Linked DNA regions of Rattus norvegicus: region 1 is linked to region 2. A link is a contact called in public Hi-C data. All regions are on one chromosome and are shown on one strand. Each heading gives the region's core, a stretch centred on a gene start, on an enhancer-like site or on the middle of the called end of the contact. The rest is flanking DNA. Distances are from core to core; before and after follow the strand shown. Region 1 holds the start of Hk2 (hexokinase 2). Region 2 overlaps Hk2 (hexokinase 2).

Region 1 (3,950 bases), core at 665-3,164, 36 kb before region 2:
CTCTGGAGCACTGGGACTACAAATTTGTGCCACCCCACAAAGCACTGGCTTGTATTTTAAACAAGTCTCTTTAGCTCTTGAGTAAGAGGGCTCATGGTGGTCAAACTAGAGGTAGCTAAAAATGGCAGCTAAGTGACATTACACGGACTCGGGTGGAGTCATCGATGGCCTGGCCATGAGGGTCTGGCCTTTTTGATTTGCAGTTAGACTAACTGCTCCCCGATGGAGTGGATAGTTGTAAGAGCAGGTGGCAGGAAGACACCATGGATGGTGATGTCATTTGTGGAGACAACTGGTAAAGGAAAAAAAAAACCTAAGAAGTTCAGCTTAGTACATGTTAAGTGTGAGGTGCTAGTCACCTCTGCTGGGATGACAAACCATAGCTGGCTAAGAAAGTTAGAAGCCCTGGGGGAAAGTTCTTGCTTTGTAGATTAGGTTTGTGAGTACCTGTGTGCAGATGGTGTAACTGCTGTCGACAGTGCTGGGAGGAATCGCCCATCGAGGGAATAGATGAACCACACCAGAGAACATGGTAGAAGCGGCCCAGCAGAGCAACGTGGGCTGGGGTGTACTTCAGTCGGCAGAGTGCTTTGATCTCCAGTAGTGGCCCATGCCACTCCAGAGGTGGGGAGAGAGCTTGGGGAGCGAGACTGTTTGGAAATGGTAGGCCCTGTCTTCTTTCCATGTAACTTTCCAACTCCCAGGTTTCCCATTCTCCACCAGCAACAACCTCATGCCATTTGAGGTGCTACTTCAATATCGCTGGCGTCTACTCATCTATGTGAACTTAAGAGTCTGGTGTCAGGCGTGAGCTGAGGTAGAGGTGGGCTCTTCTCAGCCTCTATAAACCAATTCACACCACTTGAGCCAAGCAGTTACACATGCACTTTCTCCTCCCGCCTATCAGTCCTAGCTCCTGACAAGGTTTCTCTCCAGCCTTTTACTTTCCTGGCTTCAAGAAAGGCGGGATAATATACCAGGGTGGGGAGATTGCATTTCAGAGTGAGACGTGTTCTGTCTTCACCTACCACTTGTTGGCGATGTGACCTTGGGCAAAGCTCATTAACAGCACAGTGCCTAGTTCCCTAATTTGTAAAACATATGCTATAGGTGTGACGATTACGAAGGGCTGACTTTTGTAATGGCTTTGCTTCAGGGATCTGCAGACTCGTTGAGCCACAATTAGGATGAGAATCAAGGTGCTTCAGACTTGTGACAGGGCACTGGCGGCCCCTCACATGATCCTCAGATACCAGATTGTGGCGTGTGCTGCTAGGATCACTTGTCTTTCCAGTCTCCCAACATCTCTTGGGTCCGTGATCACGCGCCCCCCACCCGAAGCCCAGCCTGACGCGGCGGTGGCTCATGCGCCCTGGAGTCCCGGGCTCTAGCCACGGAACACACGTCCCAACTCTGGCGCCCGGCTCCGCCCCTAGCCTCGGGCGCGTCTCTCCCGCCGCCTGCTTGGGTGCTGGAGCAGCCGCGCCCGCGGGCTCTGGGCGCTGATTGGCTGTGGACTGCGGGCGGGCAGCCGGAGAGCGCACACACCCTCTTCCCGCAGCCAATGAGCGCGCCCACGTCACTGTCTTGGGCGGCCCAAAGAGCCGGCAGCCCCTCAATAAGCCACATTGTTGCACCAACTCCAGTGCTAGAGTCTCAGGACACCACAGGCTACACGGAGTTATCCCGCTTAGGAGACCCGAAGGCAGGAGCATCACTCCAGTGACTCTGATAAGGTGCGATCGCCCGAGAGGAACAGAACTGTCATTTTTGCGAAGTTGAGCCTTACGGATCCCGTGGGCGAAGTTAGCGACGGGACGCTGAGCAACTAGACCGGTCGGCAGGAGTGAGACTTAGGTGCCTTCTAGTAGTTGTGACTTAAAAAAAAAAAAAAAAAGGAAAAGAAAAAAGGAGGAAAACCTGTTTCTGGAAACGCGAGGCCCTCAGCTGGTGAGCCATCGTGGTTAAGCTTCTTTGTGTGGCTCCTGGAGTCTCCGATCCCAGCCGGACACCCGGGCCTGGTTTCAAAGCGGTCGAACTGCTCTGCCCGCTCCACCGGTAGCGCTCGAGCCTCGGTTTCTCTACTCGACCCCGACTCGCCGCAGCAGGATGATCGCCTCGCATATGATCGCCTGCTTATTCACGGAGCTCAACCAAAACCAAGTGCAGAAGGTAAGTCGGCACGGGCGGGAGCTGCTGGCTCGCTTCGGACCAAGTTGCGTGCTCTCCGGGAATCTGGAGCACGCAGAGGACCTGCTTCCTCCTCCGGGGCTGGGGACGTGGAACCAGTCTGAGTAGCTGGGAAAGTCCTGAGCGCCAGAAACCACGTCTGCTAGGCACCCTCGTGGCCCGGCCGCGCATCACCGATACTCCCACTTTCCCGGGATCCGCGAGCATCCTCCCCACCCTTAAAGCCCCTAATTTCTAGACGGGCCGGCCGCCCTGCACGTAGTCTGAGACTGCTGCGCCCACGTGGGAGGAGCCCCCTTCTGCAGCCCGAGTTCCGGAAGGAGCACGTGGGGAAGGATCCAGCGTAGGGGAGGAGGCGGGGTGGAAGCGTGTAGCAGCTGAGGCCCGGCCCTCTTAAACTTAAGGATGCGTTGGAGAGGCCATGGGTTCCTCGTGGCGCCCCTTGGAGGTGGATCGGGGGTGGCGTGGGGGAGAGAGCCACCCAGGAAGGAGCGGGAAAGGGCGCAGAAAGACCGGCCTGCCGCGCCCCCTCCCCGGAACTGAACTGCCCGGAACTGAGGCTCGAAAGGGGCGCCCCCTCACAGCAGACCTTCCTGGGGACCGCCCCGCCTCTCGTCCCCGTGTCTGGCCTCCGAGTTGGGGGCGGATTTTGGGTAGTATTTTCTGATTTGCTACTAAAAGTTACACGGAGTGGACTCACCTTCCCACCCCACGATTCCCAAAGTTTCTTTTTTTTTTTTTAATTTGTTTTTGTTTTTTTTCTTGGTCTCTGAAAATGAACCTTTAATAGCTCTGACCCTCCTGAGCCCCACCTCACTCTGCGGTCCCGGCAAACTCCAGCTCTCAGGGAGCGTCATTTACATAAGAAAGAGCCTCGGGCCCTGCTTGGAGCCTCACATTCGGCTTCAGGCTAGGGAGGTGGGGGTGGATCGGAGCCAGGCCCCGAGCGCTCTAACTCCCGGGAGAATTGAGTTTCTAAAATACCCAGGATTACGGGATTGGTTCCTGTCCTGGGCCCTAGTCCAGGATTTAAGAGAGGGAATGGTCTAGTATGGGGCGGGGGCCGGGGGAGGGGGGCTGCTGTCCAGAGGTTTGTGTTAGAATTGCTGCGAACCGTTGCTCAGTTACACATTTAAAATTAGTGTCTAACAAGAACAGATTTTAGAGAAAGTGCCTTGACCACGTTCTAGCCCTCCCACCCTCTTTCTCATGGTCCTGAGTGCGTGGGACAGGATGATAGGTTGTCTTTGATGTTTCCAAGGTCCTGGCAGATGAACCTCCAGATTTAAGAGAGGCACCTGATTAATTTGAGTTTCTCTAGTATCTTGGAATGTGATCCTGCACTTTAATAAGGTTTAGAAATTTGCCTTTAGGTTGGCTCGATTTTTGCAGACTCCATTGGGGTTTATCTATTCTTTTTCCCCCCTATTCTTGATTCAACCATATCTTGACAATTCCTAAATCACAAAGTGGAGGAAGACTCCTTAATCCTGTGGAGAGTGAATTTCCCTTTTGGACGTCTGAATTCTTTTTATGAACTTTCTCTCCCGGTGATGGAACCGTGGAAGCACCACAGACACTCCTAGGGGACATTTGGTGGAGTCATCTGTTCCTAGGAGTGACATGGGAGTCTCTGGAAGTGAGTTCTAACTCCTGTCTTGTGGTTCGTTCACCTTAGGACCCAGAGCCTCTTGGGAGGCCTATTCCTACAAGATGCAGATGACTGTGCCCATCCCATTTTATGGTGACTGACTGAACAC
Region 2 (4,167 bases), core at 860-3,359:
ATGTTCTGGAACTTAACTCTGTAGACCAAACTGGCCTCGAACTCAGAGATCTGCTGCCTCTGCCTCCCAAGTACTGGGATTAAAGGTATGTGCCACCACTGTCTGGCAAGATGAGGCTCTTAAAAGAAGGCACTGTTTCATGGCTTTCGGCCCATTGATGCCTGGACGCCAAGATTGCAGCAGCTGATATTATCTGATGACGGGAATTGAACCCAGGCAAACACTACCAACTGAGCTACAAACCTGGCCTTGATTTGGTGTTTTGTTGGGTTTGAGACAGGGTCTCACTGTTTAGTTTATGGTGGCCTGGAGCTGACTATGTAGATGAAACCCAGATTCAAACGCACAGAGACTCACGTGCTTCTGCTTCTTCCTAAGTGCTGGGATTAAAGATACGCTGCCCAGTGTTGACTTTTTTTTTAATTGCTGCTTATTCAGAGTCCCAGGGCTTCTCTTCAATCACACTAGGTCTCTGGCCCAGTTATGACCCAGGGAAAATTGGAGGTGAAAGCTTAGCATTTTGCACCCTGGATCTTATGTGCCACAGCCTTATTTTTGTTACTTTTGACTTTTTTTTTTTTTAAGACTTTGTATTTCTTCTTTTTAAATTAGATTTATTCTTTTTTTAAAAAGATTTATTTTATTCATTATATATAAGTATACCGTGGCTGTCTTTAGGCACACCAGAAGAGGGCATCAGATCCCATTACAGATGGTTGTGAGCCACCATGTGGTTGCTGGGATTTGAACTCAGGACCTCAGAAGAGCAGTCAGTGCTCTTAACCACTGAGCCATCTCTCCAGCCCTATTCATTTCTTTTTATGTGTGAGTGTTTTGCCGTGTGTGTACCATTTGTGTACTCAGTGACTGGAGATCTGAAGAGGGCATTGTATCCCCTGGAACTGGAGTCACACATAATTGTGAACCACCATATGGGTGCTGAGTGTCTGCTCTGGGTTCTTTGCAAGAGCAGCCCCTCTGGCCCTCCTTTTGACCCTTACACAACCTTCTTTTCTCAAAATTTGCTGAACTGCTCCTCTGTGGAAGATCTTGAAACAGCATTGGTGGCTGCTGCAAGGGCCAAGGGCAGTTGCAAAACCGTTTTTGAGCAATGTGTCATTTATTTCTGTGGTCCTCTTGGTGCTGTGAGTGTTTTAGAAAAACTTAGCTCTGATCTCTATTGGGAAAAGGAGCCCAGAGAACCCAGCTAGCTCTCCACACTGGGGCAGAGGTGGGTAGCCTTTCTTAGAGTCACAGGCTTCTCCATGTTGAAATGCGACTCTGTGCACTTGCACTTTCTTTAGGATCATGTGGTTGTGTCTCTGTGGGTGCCGAGAGGTCAGCTGAAAAGCCATTCACTGGTGCCTGCTTCCCTTGGTGGGATGAACCCACATCATGAATCCCACAGTGGTTAGGAGCCAGGGGTCCCTGGGAGCATCAGTAGGGGCTCGCCATCGATGGCTGACAGTGATTGGACTGTAGTCTTCCAAACTGCCCTCTGGGGTGACCCTCAAGTCCTGCTGGACAGTCCTGTTGTGAAGAGCCACTGATGAAGGACCATTCCTCAGCTACCATGAGGCCGTCTTGTTGACAGCGTGGTGTAGACAGTGGAAATCTACAGTGCTGAAGCCAGGCTGCTGGTCACCAGGAGCAACTGCTATGTTAGAGCTTTGGGTTTTTTGGTCTTTGAGACAGTTTCTCATGCGGGCTAAGCTGACTTTGGACTTGCTGAGATGAACTTGATTGTTTTGTTTTGTTTTTTTTTTCCTTTTATTTATTTTTGGGTTTTGGTCCTTTTTTTTCTTTTTTGTATTAAGTGCACTGTGCGCATGTATGCCTACTGCTGGGGAGGCCAGAAGAGGGCGCTGGATCCTCTGACACTAGAATTACATACATGTAGTCCTGGGTGCTGGGAATCAAATTTTGTTCTGCCAGAGTGGTACTCACTCTTAACCATTTCTCCAATTGTCCTCCTGCCTCGGCCTCCCAAATGTTGGCATAGCTGGAGTCTGGAACGCTGCCAGTGCTCCTTTAGCCTGGCTCTGAGCAAGTCACATCCTGCTGGTTTTCAGTTCCTGCTAGGCATTCTTTCTGTGCCACACCCCTGCTGGGCCTCCTGGGTGGCATGGCCCATCCTAGTTAGTACACAGCCCTGTCCTAGTTAGTACATGCTTCCTGTCTTCTAGACTCCGCTCCTTTATGAGACATCAAGGGGCTTTCTTTACCTAGAAGATAATCCGAAGGGCTCGGTTTCTTCTGTCACGTGGGCCGAGGCTTTAGTAATCGCTAAAGAAAACAGTGCCACCTAGTGGTGGGAAATTAAATTACTGGACTTCCTTAAGTGCTGGCGTTGATTTCTTTCTTTGGTTCTCAACGTGTTCACCAGATTCTTGAGCTCTCTTTTAGCCTGCCCTGGAACTTTACCCCAGTCTCTATCCGGTTACTTTTTTTTTTTTTTTAGACAACGCTAGACTTGCGCTAATAGAGATCCACCTGCCTCTGCCTCCCAAGTGCTGGGATTAAAGGCATGAACTACCACCTCCCAGACTCTGTCCAGGCTCTTACCACACATTTTCTTGAATTCACAAATCGGTGAAGGCAATGTCGGTGGGATGAGTGGGAATTATAGCCATCTTGTTTCCTATTGGGAATCTATGATGTTACTATTATTACTGGGTTTGTTTTTTTTCCCCCTTGAGACAGAGTCTCACTACCACCCAGGTTGGTTTGAGGTTTTGTGTGTCGCATGTGTGCCCTCTGGAGGAGAGAGGCTGTGCATCTGTTGATGGTGGGGTGTCACTGGTGTCTCTGCAGGTTTGAGAAGATGATTAGCGGGATGTACATGGGGGAGCTGGTCAGGCTCATCCTGGTGAAGATGGCCAAGGCAGAGCTGTTGTTCCAAGGGAAACTCAGCCCAGAACTCCTTACCACTGGCTCCTTCGAGACCAAAGATGTCTCGGATATTGAAGAGTAAGCTTCTAAGTCTCCATGAGCAGGGCAGGAACCGGGGAGGGAAATGAGGGGCTTGGTTTGGAGTTCTGTGTGTGCCTCTGTGTGCCTGTGTATTCGTGTGTGGGTATGTGTTCTGCCTTTTTTTTTTTTTTTCTCTTAGATGTATCTCTTTCATGCAGCTGTCTTCAGACACACCAGAAGAGGGCATCAGATCCCATTGCAGATGGTTGTGAGCCACCATGTGGTTGCTGGGAATTGAACTCCCGTTGGTGCTCTTAACCTGTGAGCCATCTCTCCAGCCCTGCAATGTCTACCTTGAAGACAGACTTTCTCACTAGCCTGGAGTTTACTAAGGAAGCTAGGCTAACTGACCAATGAGCCTCCAAGGATCTACTGGTCCCCACCTCCCCAGTGCTCTGGGATTAGAGACAAACCACATCTGAATCTTTTTTATATAGCATAAATTGTGGGGATTGAACTCAGGTTCTTGTGCTTGCCAACGACATCACCAAACAGTGTTGCAAAGATTTAGGTCTGCTGTTCTGAGCTTCAGATTTCTACTTGATTGAGGGGGTCTTAGAGTTTCAGGGACGTGATGGAGAGAGGAAGTAGTTTTAGGCAAAGAAGGCCAATGAAATAGTTCAAAGGACTTTGCTAACGAGGACCCTTGGAGCAGTTCTGCCTGCTCTTTGTTAAGCCCAAAGGGAGATGAAGGCCCGTGTTATAGAGGCATGGGGCTCCTCAAGGAGAGGCTCAGGCCCTACCTCCAGCCCTTTCCCAATGTCTTCAGACAGACTGGCTTTTGCCTTTCTAGAGTGCAGCAGGTGGGGCTCACACTGAATTGAAGTACTCAGTGGTGGCCGGCAGCTGAGTTGCAGTGAGCAGGAACCCACACCCACACGTTCTCTTACTCAGCATGTGCAGCAGGGAAAACAGGGTCTTGTCTTTCTAAGGTACACACAAAGGAACTGCAAGGTTTTCCTTGTGGGAAACAAGAGCACCTACAGAAACCAGACCTCCCTCTGTGTGCGTATGCCTGTGTGCGTGTGTGGGTGGTCTGGGAGAGGAGCCTTGAATTACTGTGTAGTCAGCTCTCCCTGGAAGGATGACTTTGCTAGAACCGAGGGACTCCCTTGCCAGCCCACAGCCCCTCCCACTGGCCACAGTGAATTCAGCATGGCTCACACCCTGTCTGTTTCCCAGGGATAAGGATGG

The links. A called contact is a pair of places that touch in the nucleus more often than the background predicts.
Region 1: a Hi-C map of the A7r5 cell line shows a contact between it and region 2, with 2.9 times the contacts expected there. The contact joins the promoter of Hk2 here to the enhancer-like site in region 2. A contact is called at or near these places in 5 of 12 Hi-C or Micro-C datasets (the A7r5 cell line, the Rat2 cell line, Schwann cells and 2 more).

What each region holds. Positions count from the first base shown.
Region 1 is chr4:116,839,239-116,843,188 of GRCr8, reverse strand. Hk2 (hexokinase 2) reads left to right here and starts at 1,914. Exons shown (of 18, transcript NM_012735.2): 1 at 1,914-2,172. The coding sequence starts at 2,110.
Region 2 is chr4:116,803,328-116,807,494 of GRCr8, reverse strand. Hk2 (hexokinase 2) reads left to right here. Exons shown (of 18, transcript NM_012735.2): 8 at 2,815-2,970; 9 at 4,156-4,167. Among named protein-coding and RNA genes, the nearest start is that of Hk2, 36 kb to the left of the region's middle. Within about 2 kb of position 2,109, at least 14 of the 93 cell types and tissues checked have an H3K27ac peak or open chromatin away from gene starts, as enhancers often do. A contact at or near this core is called in the A7r5 cell line, where this site is marked.